Linked DNA regions of Zea mays: region 1 is linked to region 2. The links are chromatin contacts, called in public Hi-C maps. All regions are on one chromosome and are shown on one strand. The core of a region is the stretch at or near the end of the contact, and the rest is flanking DNA. Distances in the headings are between cores, read along the strand shown.

Region 1 (3,482 bases), core at 777-3,276, 200 kb before region 2:
GAATATGGACCTAGGTCCTAACTTATCACTAAACATCATATTCACAGTTGAGAGATATGATGCACATACATACCAGCCTATCATTTGAAATGACAAAATAATAATAGGCTTAATAGTATTGTTCATGGATCAGAAGATAGGATAGAACCACATATGATGCATAATTTTGAGGGTGAAAATACTGCCAGATATTCAAATATACAGTGTACCTAATCAAATCATCTTTGGTAACCATACTGCCAATCCAAAGGCCATATCTCACAGGGCTACAAATCCCATTTTTTCAATCTGATAATCAAGAATATAATAGTAAATAACATGGTATTACCATGACTATTCAAATTGACTTGGCCCATCTCAGGCTGAATTGTTTGGTCAAGATGGACAGTTTTCATATTCTTGAAACAGAGATGAACTGGACACCTGTGGTTTATGTTTTTCATGTCAATGAGCTTGCACAGTCACACAAATAATGCACATGCGACCTCGAGTTCAGTAGTAGGCTAGTAGCTTATATAAACATGACTCCTATATAAAACAGCAATGTGACTGAAAAGATCAACCTGTGTTCCAGTGCGTAAAATAAAAACAAGTATTTAGTGGATATTTTCCTGAACAGAATTGGGCCCGTGCATGACTTGGGATCACCGGGTCACCATCACTACACAACTCAAGGGTCGCTTCCGTGCTTCACAAACACAACGATACACACGCAACACGCTAGCAGAGTAGCAGCAGGTACTGGGCGCTCACCGTGCGGTCGAGATCCGCGACGTTGCGGAACTCGACGTCGAAGTCGAACGGCACGGGTGGCTGCGGCAGCGCCCGCGCCGCGGCGCCGGCGGCCGCGTCGGCGTCGGCCCGCGCAGCGCGGCCGCAGATGAGGCGCGCGCAGACGAAGACGATGAAGGTGGCGCTCATCCCGAAGCCGATCACCGTGGTCACCAGATTCAGCCCGGACCCCAGCATCTCCGCCGCCCCTTCCCTCGCGGCGCCGCCACGGCCGCACTACCCAGTCCAGCCGCTGACAGCCAACGCCCCGCCCTCTCCCAAAAACGCGCACGCGAACCGAGCCGCAGCGGATTAAGCAGCGAGCAGCTGCGGCCGGGGCGGCGTATAATAAGAGCGGCGCGGCGGGCGGCTGGGGTCGGGCAGCGGAGGGCTGGTGGGCATCGGCGCGGGGTTTGGGATTTGGGATTTGCGTGGGCCGCTGGCAAGGAATGATGCGCCGCGGCGCGGCGCGGGGCGGGCCGGGGCGGGCGGCGGGAGTTGGCGGATTCCCGGAGTTGGTGAGCGAGGTCCTGGGAGAAACAAGTATCTCCCTCGTCTCGTCTCCTCCTGTGCGTGACTTGCGAGGGTGGGGGTGCCTGCCTTGCGCTGCGCGACGCTAGTCGCCTCAGCTCAGCAGCTCAGCGCCTCAGCACAGCAGGGATCTGCCGCTGGGCTGCTGCTGCTGCTTCTTCTCTGGCGACTGAGCCTTGCCCAGGGAACTTCGCTTCGACTGCGTACGTATGACGCGCGGGACCGGCGTCACAGCGGGGTCAGCTGTCATGGACGGACCACGGCTTGTGATGGGTGCCGTGGCCGGAGCCAGTCTGCACGGGTAGGGATGCACGCGGGGCCCGCCGCGGCGGTGTGGCAGGGCGAGGACATGAGGTGCACGCCGGGGAATCGTCCAAGATTCGGCAGTCGCCACTCGCCACGCGAGCGGGACAGGGCTCCACGGGCTTTTCAGCTTGCAAAGATCTTTTCCAGAACGAAACGACGGTTGGCGTCTGGCGACATACGAAGCTGGTTGGTAGAACTATGAACATTTGATGAACTGCCACCCCCCACTGTGTTCGTGAACAACTGCGGATCTGTTGTGTTGGGTTAGTCTTTTTGATACAGTTCGCGTCGACATGACGTACAAATCTACTTTTTTTCCTCAAAAACTTACCTAAAACGTCAAGTTCGGAGGTGTCGATGTACTAGTGTCATGTCTGTGTACTCGATGATCTGACCTCCTATTATGACAATATGCCCTAATGTGGGCTTCCAGGATTTGGGCCGGATGGTTTTCTCTTTTTAGATCATGTTTGAGTTGTATTGTACTGTTACCGCCCACTTCATAACGAGGATTTAATGTTTTTTTCTCTTACTACAGAGACTAACGGCAATTTCACTCTATTTATAACATTGTGTTTTATCTTCACGATTTTTAAAACGACATTGCTGTTCGTCCCAATCTATAACATTGTGTTTTAATTTTTAACACGGGGCACGGGTGTTGTGACCAATGGCAGTGGCAAGCAGACGAGCAACTTGAGTGGTAGGCGTGGAGGCGCGCAACTAGGGCTGGAGACGAGCCGACTCGGCTCGGCTCGAAGGTGGCTCGCGAGCTGGCTCGGCTCGGCTCGCGAGCCACACCCTGATATATATAATTACATTATATAGTGAATTATTAGTATATAAATATAAAATATATAGATATCATTCATCATTATGAGTAATCTAAATTATTAATTGTCATATATCTATCATGAAACGCTAAGGAACAAACTGACTATCTATAAAATTAGTCAATATCCATAATTATTCTATATATTTAGTAATTTAGCAAAGCTCGCGAGCCGGCTCGCGAGCTAGAACGAGCCGGCTCGGCTCGCTACCACAATGAGCCCAAAAGACAGGCTCGGCTCGGCTCACTCGAGGCTCGCGAGCCGCTCCGATCTCGAGCCGGCTCGCGAGCCTCGAGCTTATTTTCCAGCTCTACGCGCAACAGTGGCGGGTGGGCTGACGGCTCGAGCAGTATGGGTCGTGAGGCAACAGCTCAGGCTCACCGTGTATATAGGCCCTCTAACATGTTTTGATGGTTGAATATAATAAAATAATAAGAGGCTAATTAACTTAGAAAAATACAAGGTTCAAGGTGAAACTTAACACAACTTCACGTTCCAAACTATCATTCTAGTTTCATGATCACTCTTGGTCGCTAAACATCAAAGCAATTGTAGTTTCGAGAGATGCACATCTCGTCACCTGCTAAACTTATGACTTCACCCGAGCTTGACTCGGGCGTGGTCAGTGGTCACCAAGTCTGAAGCACATATAAAAAGCTAATGGTAGTACCGTGTGTATGATTATACTTGGAGGGCTTAGTTTGACATAAAAATAATGTTTGATAGTTGTAAGGAAAATGAATAGGCATTTGTAATTTTGCAAGAAGCGTGGTGTATGCTGTGCTCATGATCATTGATATACTATCAATTTATAAATATAAGTGCAAAGTGATCATCATTCCACCTCTTTCATAAGTTCCTTAACTCTCACTACATCAGTTTAATAGAAAGAACATCCAAATGATTTTGTTTGAAGACTTCTGGTATTGAGAAAGATCTCTGCGGGGATATACAACTATACCCACACGAGGACCAAGAATGGACCTCCATACCCGTGTGTCTAAGTAAGGGTTGCCTCAGGGTTCTGACTTTTCCTTTATG
Region 2 (3,938 bases), core at 1,339-3,838:
TCGACCTTTTAGCTAAGATAAAGTGCAGTATCCGCAATTTAATATCTGACCACTTTAATTTAAAATTTATTTTTTATGGGAAGTCCACTTTAATTTTAAATTTATTTTTTGATGAGAGGGTCCACCACACTAGCTTGTTACTGGACCATCGCGTGTCTTATGACCGTCGCACTGCCATCAAATATGATTGATGTGCCGTCATAATGCACGGACATTATACTAGTTTGAATATATACACATTACCCAATAAAAATTACCTAGAACACTAAACCCGTTTGAGATTTTGAACCGCAAGCCTTAACTTGCATTGTTGAACTGTTTGAGGCTGTTAACATAAACTCACTCCAAAAACAAATGTCGTTCTCGTTTTCTGATAAATAAAAAACTTTAATAAATAATATTAACATTTATAGTATAAAATTTGTATCAGATCGTTGAATCTATTCTTATAATAAATTTATTTGAAATTGCAAATATTTTTAATGTTTTCATAAATTAAATTAGTATTTAAAAATAACAAATATAGACGCATGGACACTTATTTTTTTTAATAAAGAAAGTATACGTAATACCATGAAGTGATGCATTGAGACTAGGATTGTTAATGTCGCGAGTGAGAAACCTTTGTTTATAGGGATGACAATTTAATTCTCATAATTGAAATCCGACGGTTCCCGACCCTATATGTGTGGATATGGTTAAAGATTTTGACTGATAGGTGCACCGATACTATCCGAAGTTTTATGTGTGGGTTTATATTTCACCTACGGGTAAACTACATCCGACCCAAAAATTAGTTTATTCTTTATTTGGCAAAAAATGTTAAGATACAATATTAATTATTATGAAAAAGTAACTTCACTAATGATTCATTAAATGTGTTGTTACTGCTTAATGTGAGAAGGTTTAAAATCTGTAGATTTAACTTAATTATTGTTAGTACTTAATTGTTTATAGCTAAATTGTTGTTTAAAATTTTACGCCCGCGTGTGACCTGAAACTCACCCGAAATCCGATAGGTGCGGGTTTAGAATTATACCCACAGATATAATTGTGGACTGGTTTAGACATACTTCAACTGTAAACGACGAGTTTTTCTGCACTCAATTCGAACTTGACCTATTCGCATCCCTATTAATAACAATATAGAACAACGTACAGTGGGCCGGTGGGCTAGATAATGATCTACCCGATGAAAGTTTGGACCACAGCCAATTGAGATCCAGATAGGCGATATCGAGATCTTTGGATGGTACAGAATAACCTAACACGTTCCGCACGCCCCCTGATTATTTTTTTATTTGTAGTTCAGCCTTGCTTCGAACGTACCAAGTGGTGACGATGTGACATTTCCAACCATTGCATGCACGAGAGGACTTCTCGGATCAATTGCTTGCATCGAGACGTAATTCCTGCCTGTAACCGTAAAGAATGGCGTGTTGTTAGATGATAAAATATGGTGAAACCCGGAGCGTTCGGAACTGAACGTGGAAGTCAGTTGGAGGAACAGCGTTCACTTTTTGGGTCTTTGATTTGATGAATGATCTAGCCCATCATCATCTTTTACTTCTCATTTTTTTTGTGAAATATAATGAGTTGATCCATCACCATCTCATTCCTCATAGTTAGTTAGCACTAGTACGATAAATATAGTCATCCTACCAAATTTGAAAATGAATCCATAATGCATCACCTCATGGAGTGATTTCCTCAAACCAAACACCTTATTTAGATGTCATTTGATTCACATATTTGTAATATAATGGGTAACTAATAATGTTAAATTTTTGTTATTTAGGTCTAATTATAATCAGGCATCACACTAAAAATTGATACCGACATATTCAAACTTATTACCGTTGATACTCAAGCGTAAATCATTATCATTGCCCTCTACGTTACATTCTAGTTTCTTCTGTTCGGTATAGATCTTCCGGTCCCCATGTGTTCCAGATTGTCGGCGTCTGCAAAATCTTTTTCTTGGTGTAACTAAAAAGATATACTGAGACCTATAAAAAAAGATATACCGAAATAGTTTACACACGTAAGGACTTGTTCGGTTAGCTTTCAATTCATGTGGATTGAGTGTGATTGTGTGAGTTTAAATCCCAAGCAAGTCAAACTTTTTCTTAATTTTTTCCAATCTCATCCAATCTATAGGTGACGGAATTAACCGAACAAAGCTTAAGCTGGATCTAGGTCAAGGGTAGTCGGTAAACACCACCGGTCCACCCCTCAAAATGATCATCTCAATCGAAAGTCCGGAACGGTAAGTAGCGTCTGAATTGAAGGAGATTAACTTTTTTCTATTTAATTTTTATCAGTGAGAGATTTAATTTCTCTAATCCTCTACGATCTAGACATAATCGAAAAGGCCCTGAGGCGGTGGGCTTTCAGTTTTCACAAATTCTCAGCGAGACAGATCGGTGAAGAGTGAGGCCATGGCTCAGCCCGTGTGATGCCTGAAAACTTTGATGTTGGGCCACAGGTTACAGAATCTTGGACCGCGGTGGGTTTCAGGCTTGGGCCAACTCTGGCAGCAGTACAGCCCCACACGCATGGGTGACAAGGATGCGCCTGTTTGGTATGTGCTCTCCGGCCCTGTACCCTCCTTTCCACGTATCGGTGGATTTTCGGGCCGGGAGTACGATGGGATGGGCCCAGCTCTTACAACCAGACTTGTCGATTTCGTGTGCTCAACCAACGCCTCGAGTAGCACAGGCCCTTAAAAAAAAATGTTTTAGTTCTATAATACGATTAGTTTTGAATAAATCTTGAAGTCACGATATGTTATATCTTTCATCGTAACGTATGGAAATTATTTTTATTTTTTTTACCTGGCCTTTTCTATTCTCTATCTGATCTCCTCTAACTAACTTTATGACTGTAGAAACAGTCCTATGCTTAACATAATTTGGATAGAAATAAGAATCCAAACTCAAACACATCTTTTCTGTTTGTATTAAAGAAGAGGTAAAATGCCTTACCACCGAATCTGCAAGAAGTCAAGAACTAGAGTCATTTATCTAGTTCTGCATGGCGATGATTAAATTCAATGTATATATTTATCTACATATATACTACAACGAACAATCGGGTTGAACCACTGCATGGCGATGATGACTCGACATGCATGCAGTCAATATATGGAATGGAACCGGGGCCATGGAAAGGCGCCGATGCTTGACGAGCTTGTTGATGCCACCGAGCTCGACGACAAAGACACGGACGGCGATGCGACCTGTGACTGCACAGGCTCCAGGCTCCAGAGTCTATCTCGATGGCACGCCCGCTCAGTGCTGGAGGTGTTACCCCATCGGAATCACCCCGCTGGAGCTCCCATGGCATCGTACAGACGCACACGCAGGGGCTTTTGAAGCCACGCTCCCCTCGCGTGCATCAGACCGCTGGAGTCGGAGCTCCTCGTCTAGGCTTCACGCGTTGGGGCATCAGAGCCTCCAACCTTCTGGTCTGCACGAGCTGGTGTGCTAGGAAGATGTCCCTCCCATTCGGCACATGACAGGAAGCAGAAAGACCAGAGAGAACTTGGGGGGTCGTTTGTTGTGCAGATGAAAACAGTGACAACTAGGAACGGCAGCAAATCGCATAAAGCAGAGGTGGAGTATTTATCCGTGTGCGAGCAATCGACTCAGGGGCGGAACCACCACCCAGGGCCCAGGCACCACACACGATGGTCAGGGCTGGGCGCCCGCTGTAATAGACACAAGCAAGAAAGCATCATACGCAACCAACGTAGTATTTGGGCGCAGGCAAAGGCGTGGAGGATCGTAGCGTTTTGCCTGGCCTGTCTTCAATTTCTGGATCTGCCACTGCAATCGAGCATTTACACGACTAGTGCTAAAAATTAGGTTGAGCTAGATCCGCATGGCTCAAATTTATTGTGCTTTGGACCAAACAGGTTTAGACTGAAAAGGCTA

What was found. A called contact is a pair of places that touch in the nucleus more often than the background predicts.
Region 1: a Hi-C map of ear shows a contact between it and region 2, with 2.9 times the contacts expected there. The contact joins the promoter of LOC103653907 here to the enhancer-like site in region 2. A contact is called at or near these places in 7 of 25 Hi-C or Micro-C datasets (bundle sheath, ear, endosperm and 3 more).

Annotation. Positions count from the first base shown.
Region 1 is chr4:160,834,130-160,837,611 of Zm-B73-REFERENCE-NAM-5.0, reverse strand. LOC103653907 (RING-H2 finger protein ATL72) reads right to left here and starts at 2,026. Exons shown (of 3, transcript XM_008680715.4): 1 at 754-2,026. The coding sequence starts at 969.
Region 2 is chr4:160,633,856-160,637,793 of Zm-B73-REFERENCE-NAM-5.0, reverse strand. No RefSeq gene overlaps it. Among protein-coding and RNA genes, the nearest start is that of LOC109945571, 13 kb to the left of the region's middle. Within about 2 kb of position 2,588, at least 20 of the 20 cell types and tissues checked have an H3K27ac peak or open chromatin away from gene starts, as enhancers often do. A contact at or near this core is called in bundle sheath, ear, endosperm and 3 more, where this site is marked.